2 separate regions of the Ovis aries genome follow, and region 2 is linked to region 1. Evidence: chromatin contacts called from public Hi-C data. All regions are on one chromosome and are shown on one strand. Each heading gives the region's core, a stretch centred on a gene start, on an enhancer-like site or on the middle of the called end of the contact. The rest is flanking DNA. Distances are from core to core; before and after follow the strand shown. Region 1 has its middle 9.1 kb from the start of ALDH3A1. Region 2 holds the start of ALDH3A2 (aldehyde dehydrogenase 3 family member A2).

Region 1 (3,401 bases), core at 50-2,549:
GCTCATGTGTTTGCTGCATTCCTGGGTCCATGTGGATGGGCTTTTTTTTTTTTTTTTTTAATTTGTTGTGTTAAAACCTGCACGACATGAAGTTTAGCATCTTCACCGTTTTCAAGTGCACAGCTCAGAGGCAGTAAGCACGTGCACACTGTTGTACAGTCACCACCACCACCATCTCCAGAACCTTCTCTTCCCAAACTGAATCTCTGTCCCCATTACACCCTGACTCCACACCCCTCCCCTGTCCTCCTTTCCGTCTCTGGAATCACGTAGTCTGTCATCCTGTGACCGGTGTCATTCAGCACAGTGCTTTCCAGGCTCATCCACAATGGAGCAGGGGTCAGGATTGCCTCCCTGTTTAAAGCTGAGTTAGTATAGTAGTGGTGCAGTGCTTTTGACCAGGCCATGCTCTCTGTAGCGGCTCTGTGGTCCCGAGGGCAGCTGTCGACCCCTCCCCAGCAACCCCAGCATGGACTCAGGGAAGTCTGCTTGTGTGGCAGTCCAGGAATTACCAACTCTCCAGCCCCCGCAGGGGGTCCCAGAATCTGAAATGCCTCCTCCCCTTGGGCTCCAGCTGTTCTTCCTTTGTGCATCCTGGCTTTTCACCCATGGAGACTTCACCCAGAGTTGAGGGAGACAACTGACTCCCTCGTCTTCTCCAGCATCTCACTGCCATAGAAACAGAAAACTAGAAAGTATAGCACCTGTAAGAGTTGAGGAAGTCGTGAGCCTAACAGGGGACTGTGGCCTTTCCCTCCTCCCAAACATCCCCGAAGGATGGCGTCCCCACCCCTCCAAGCCCACGGAGGGGGAGCCCCAAGAGAGATGGGGGTGCATGCAAAAGGGACATCTCCTGACACAGGGGCCTTGTTGAACTACCCTCACCTGAGCTGATGGAACTGGAGAGACGGCTAGTCAGAGGGCCCGTTTAGGTCATGAGGATGTGAGTTTCCTTCAGCTGACTGCGCTGTGAGGAAGCATGGCCTCAGACCATCTTGCTGATAGCCGGGGAGCCTCAGCCAGCTGAGGGGACCCACAGATGATGCTGTGGAGGGTGGGGCAGGGGCAGAGAGGACTGGAAACCCCTTTCCTGGTAACTGGGTGGAGGCAGGAGCTGTGGGGCCCCTGGACACCCACAGAGGCTGCCAGGAGCACTAGGTAACGGTAAGTAGCAAAGACTCTGCCCTGGTTCACTCTCCTGCCAGCAAAACTCCGTCCGCCTCACTGCCACCCCCGCAGTGGACAGAGCCTCAGGGAATGTCGGAGGGGAGCGAGCTAGATCTGTCCTCTTCCTGGGGACATGGGCCAGAGCTGAGCTGGCACAGGCCGTGCACTGAGATCAAAGTGCTTAGTTAGCCTGGACGGAGCTTTGGGCACCGGAAATTGACCAGAAAGTGATGGGAGCCTCTTGGAATGTTTGAAGGGGTGGAAAATAAAGATCTGAGGAGGCCCAGCTGGAGCTGAACTGAAAACAAATTGAAAAGCCATTTCATATTCATACTTCACTTGGTCCAAATTTTTGTGTAGAACTAAAAGCACAAGACTCTCCAAGGGGTGAGGAAAGAGCAAAGGACACATGCTGGGGGAGTGTGGAAAGTGATTCACCTGAATGTCAGGACAGAAGGGGGATTCCTCGAGGGCCTCCTGGGGCAGCAGAGGCACAGGCCAGCGTAGGGACAGAAACGGGATTTTGCTCTCCTCACTTGTAGGAAAGTGTGCATCTGAGTACAGAGCTGGGAGGAAGGGGACCATCAAGGCCATGCAGGGGAGAAGCGCTAACAGATCAACAGGGAAAGTAGGGAAAAGGGACCATCAGAGAGGAGAGAACAACACGAAGAGTGGGCGCTAAGGAAATGGGAAGAATATAATGGAAAGTTCCAGGAAGACTGTCAGGCGGGCATCTAAGACTAACCTACCCACCGTCACTTACAAGAAATGCATAAAACTGCAGGATAAATTGCTGGAGGTAATGAGGTATGCAGACAGGTGCAAGCAAAAATTATGCAGAAACAGCTGTATTCACATCAGATAAGGTGGCATTTATGGCTGAAGCGTGAAGAGAAAAGGCAAAAATCATAAGGAGGGCCAGTCGTAAAGTTGTATGAGCAAAGCAAACTGTGGTTAAATATACACAGCAGAAGTATTGTAAGGACAGTTGGATAAAAATACAGTTAACCATGGGAGGTTTTTATACACATTGCCTAGAGTTGGACCAAGTAAATAAAAAGGAATAGTGTCCAGAAATAATCAGTACATTTGATAGGTAAAGATTCTTACAGCTATGAACAGAAAACATACCTCTCATTCTTATGTCCCTGGCATGGCTACAAAGATTATGTGACCACAAACAAAGCCTGAACCAATACAGGAAAGCAGAGAAGAAGGCCATATTTTTTTTAATCATAATCTGATAAAGTTTATCATAATCTGAGAAAGTTGTCAGTAATAAAGATGTGACGAATATAATGTTAACTGCTTTGATAATAGGAAAGTGTGTTAGTCGCTCAGTCGTGTCCAACTCTTTGTGACCTGTAGCCCGCCAGGCTCCTCTGTGCATGGGATTCTCCAGGCAAGAATGCTGGAGTGGGTCCCTGATTAATAGGAAACACGCTTCTAAAAAACAGGCCATCAAGGAGGAAATTAAAAACTATTAGAAAGCAGTGAAAATAGGAATGTTACATTCTCCAGGACATGGCAAAACCACATTCAGTGGAAAATAAAATGACTTAAAAGCCATCTGTATTAAAATAGAAAAACAAAAGACCAAGGACCTACTTTTTCAGTTTAAGTACAAAAGAAAACTGCTTGCATGCCTAGTTGCGTCTGACTCTTTGCAACCCCTTGGACTGTAGCCCACCAGGTTCCTCTGTGGAGTGTGTTGCCATTCCCTTCTCCAGGGGATTTTCCGGACCCAGGGATTGTACCTGGGTCTGCTGCACTGGCAGGTGAATCCTTTACTGTCTGAGCCGCCTGGGAAGCCCACAGAAGGAAAGTAGGAAGATGGAATTGATGAAGAACAGAAATGAATCGGCAACCTACCTGCACACTTCTCTTAGAAGATAAGTGGGGCCTAGCCTTTGTGAACACCGAGGAGCAGAAGAGCCATGGCTCACCCAGACTTCCTTTCCTTGTGAATGAAGAATGAGTCACAGAGCCACACAAGGCTAAGGTTCAGAAAGGAGGCATGATGGCAGAGTCAGGAGAGGAAAGCACGTTGAGGGAATGGGTGATGCCGAAGGGTGTGAACCTCCAAAGGAGGCTGAGGAATCAGTGCCGGGAGAGCCCTGGCTCCATCACTCACGCACCGTGTGACCTTAGGCCAATTACTTAGCCTCTCGGTGCTTCTGTTTCCTCATCTATGCTGCTGCTAAGTCGCTTCAGTCGTGTCCGACTCTGTGCGA
Region 2 (3,599 bases), core at 756-3,255, 65 kb after region 1:
TGTCTGACTCTTTGCGACCCCATGGACTGTATCGTCCATGGAATTCTCTAGGCCAGAATACTGGAGTAGCTAGCCTTTCCCTTCTCCAGGGGATCTTCCCAACCCAGGAATCCAACACAGGTCTCCCACACTGCAGGTGGATTCTTTACCAGCTGAGCCACAAAGGAAGCCCTGTACTTCTTTCATAATCCTTAAGATATACACTCAGAAATGCTGATAGAGGGAATGATTCAGACATCTTGCTTCAGACAACTTAAATCCACCTTCTGTGACACAGTGCTTCTCCACCATAAGTAAATGTTATAGTTCTGTTGTAACTACTGGTGGTGGTGGTGGTGTTCAGTCACTAAGTCATTTCTGACTCTTGTGACCCCACAGTCCATGGGATTTCCCAGGTAAGAATCCTGGAGTGGGTTGCCATTTCCTTCTCCAGGGGACCTTCCCAACTCAGGGATCAGATCTTGATCTTCTGCACTGCAGGTGGATTCCATACCAGTGAGCCACCAGGGAAGCCCACACTTCTTATGTTTGTACTCCTCAAAATAATCTTTAGGGGGAAGTGAGGGATGGAGCCTCGCAAAGCCAGAGCAAGGCCTTGCTCTGGCTTTGCTACCCCTAGAATAAAAAGGGGGGAAAAAGAATAGTAACAACAGTATTATAGAACACAGGGGACAGTATTTAAACCCTAAACACTCGCCCAAAACCTTGCTATTTAAAGCAGGGTTCCAGAAAAAGGCAGCGTTGTATCATCCGGGAGCTTGTTACAAACTCGGGCTCTCAGAGTGCCCCCAAACCTCACCCGACCCACGGAAACATCTTCGGCCTTTAACAGGTCCCGGGTAACTCGCGGGTGCACAGATCTGAAACCTAAAGTCGTGGTGGAAAATCCGAGCGCAACCAGCAGCCATAAAGTTGAAAGACAGTAATCCGGCCCGCAAATTGCTCAAATGACCCAATCCCGGGAGAGGGGATAAGGGTGGGGTCAGGTCCGGGCGCACCTTGCTCAGGTCCGCACCGATGGCCGCCAGGATGTCCTTCTCGCGCTCCTGCACCATCGCGCGCAGGGCCTCGAGCTGCCGCCGCCGGAACGTCAAGGGGCGAGAGCGGCCGGAGCCGAAAGCCGCGCGAACCCGCTGGACCTCGCGCTCCATGGCCAGTCCTGCAGGGAGAGGGGAAATCCGGCGCCGTAGGCGGCGGGCGGGCAGAACGCGGGGCCGCGGGGCGGTGCCGCCCCATCCCCGCCCTCCACCCGGTCCCGGGCCCACGGCTCACGGCCCACGCCGCACCTCAGCGCCAGACGCGCCGACTCAGCCGACGCCAACTGCCCGGCCGACGCCCAGCCAGCAGCGCTCAGCCCCGAATCACGCGCCGATTGGCCGGCGCGGCCCACGTGACCCCCGCAGGCCGGACACTGTGCGGGCCCCGCCCCCAGCCTTCGGCGGGCGAGCCGGGGAGGACGACGCGTGGGGGCTGGAGGGGACCTCGGCTGCGCCTGCGCCTGGGGCGCGCGGTTCAGACCTCGCAGACCTGGCCCCGCGCCAAGCGGCTCGGGAGGCGGCGCTTGGCCGCCCACACCGCTTCTTCCGGGCACCGAGTCTCTTGGGCTCGTCACGCATGTCATTACCCTGCGGCATCTCTTCTTCCCTTATCTGCCGCTCTCCTCCGCTTCCACCGTCCGTTTGCTGTCCCCTCCCTCCCCCACCCCAGGTCCCTGTCCCACTTTCCCTCCTCCACCCCGAATCCTTGTCCCCCTTCCCTCCCCCTCCCCGAGTCCCTGTCCCCCTTCCCCTCCCCGAGTCCCTGTCTCCCTCCCCCACCCCCATCCTGAGTCTCTGTCCCCCTTCGCCTCCCCAAGCCCCTGACCCCTTTCCCCTAGAGGGCCCGGGCTCCGGCTCCCCCTGCACCCACGGTGACAGAGCCCGCTGCCGGTGGGTGCTCACCTCACTCTCCTCACCTGTGCTGGTTGGAGGAACCTTCTGGCTCCTTCCTGACTTCACTGAGACTTTAATCTGCCTGTCACGTGATTGCTTATCATCTCCCTGTGCTTTGACTCCTCAGGGAGAGAACCTGTTATCCGGAGGTGAAGGACTCTGCCTCAGGATGGGGAAGTCTGCCCCTTTCCCGGGATGCCTCGCTGATGCTTCCCCAGAGGTGCGCTTCCCTCCCGGCCGCGGGGTCTCCCGTGAAACCTTCAAGGGTCCTGTCGCGTCTCCTGTTTGATGTGTGCTCTTCTGACAATATACAAAACTGTTCGGAAAACCGAGCTTCTGCACAGCGCTTTCCTCCATGTGGTTATTGCCCACCTGGGCTACAGCCCTCGGGTCTGGCCAGGAAAAAAAACAACAACTCTCTTCTAGTTTTATGAGCAAACTCCTTGGAAAAGACTTCGATGCTGGGAAAGATTGAGGGCAGGAGGAGAAGGGGACAACAGACAATGAGATGGTTGGATGGCATCACCGTCTCAATGGACATGAGTCTGAGCAAACTCCTGGAGATAGTGAAGGACAGAGAAGCCTGATGTGCTGCAGTCCATGGGGTCGCAAAGAGTCAGACATGACGTAGCAACTGAGCGACAACAACACAGTCTTGTGAGAGAGGTTGTTTACTGATCACTTGCCTCCACACTCCGCTGCAGCTGATCACTGCCATCTCCTGGAGGCCAGCTTCGCTTGTTTGCCTGTTTGTGTTCTGCTTGTGTTTGGCTTTGCTTGTTTGTGTTCTTCTGGTTTTCCTTTCTTTCCCTCACAGAGTCCTTTGGGTCTTTCTTTGCCGGATCTCTTCTTCCAGGCCTCCTGAAGTTCTGGTGCCTGAGGACTCAGTCCCCAGGCTTCTCCTCTTTCCTCAGTCACAACCTCATCTAATCTCCTGGACAGTGCTGGAGGTTTTCAATTCCATCTGGTCCTACCCTTTTCTTTGAACTCCAATAGGCATGTTCAACTGCATCCCTTTCATACTGGCGTTCATAATAGGCAGGTTAAAGGTGACCATGGATAGAATTGCTCGTTTATTTTAATCTACCAAATACACTGCAGAGCTCCTCCAGTGTCCCCAGTCTCAGTAAAGGGTACCATCCTTCCTTTATCCTTTTTATTCAGGCCAAACTCCTTAGATTATCCTGATTCTTTGGCCTAGCTTGTTGATCCGAGCACTTCTGCCCTAGTTTAAGCCATGATAATTCTTACCTGCACTTTATGGAACCTCCCACTGGGTTCCCTGCTTCTGCTGCTGACTTTGGGAAATTGTCATTTTTTGTCCTCCAGTTGCCCTTATGTAACCTGCCCCACAGACTCCCAGCATGTCGGAACTGTACTTTGCCAGGTTCTCACGGCTGCTGGCTTCCAGTGGGTTCTGCCTCTGGAGGCATGAGCAAGAGTGAGCAGGGTGAGGAGGAAGGCAACTTTCTGCTTCTGGGTTCTGCAGTGTGGTGGTTGCCGGCCATTCCTGAGGTGGAAGTGGAGCAAGGATGGTTCCTCCCTTGGCCAAGGGGGCTATGTCTGGTAGACGCAGGGTGACAGTGACAGCCTGTCCGGGTGGCACAAGGTGCTGGTGCAGCCCCCCGGGTTCCTTCCAGCCAGGGGTATTCTAAGCAGCTTCCCATC

Evidence for each region. Hi-C and Micro-C count contacts between places; a contact is called where the count stands out from the background.
Region 2: a Hi-C map of liver shows a contact between it and region 1, with 4 times the contacts expected there. The contact joins the promoter of ALDH3A2 here to the enhancer-like site in region 1. A contact is called at or near these places in 4 of 16 Hi-C or Micro-C datasets (hypothalamus, liver, muscle and 1 more).

What each region holds. Positions count from the first base shown.
Region 1 is chr11:33,624,187-33,627,587 of ARS-UI_Ramb_v3.0, forward strand. No RefSeq gene overlaps it. Among named protein-coding and RNA genes, the nearest start is that of ALDH3A1, 9.1 kb to the right of the region's middle. Within about 2 kb of position 1,300, at least 5 of the 54 cell types and tissues checked have an H3K27ac peak or open chromatin away from gene starts, as enhancers often do. A contact at or near this core is called in liver, where this site is marked.
Region 2 is chr11:33,688,861-33,692,459 of ARS-UI_Ramb_v3.0, forward strand. ALDH3A2 (aldehyde dehydrogenase 3 family member A2) reads right to left here and starts at 2,006. Exons shown (of 11, transcript XM_042255716.1): 1 at 1,955-2,006; 2 at 999-1,159. The coding sequence starts at 1,151. LOC121820590 (a long non-coding RNA gene) reads left to right here and starts at 1,431. Exons shown (of 2, transcript XR_006061177.2): 1 at 1,431-1,928; 2 at 2,059-3,599.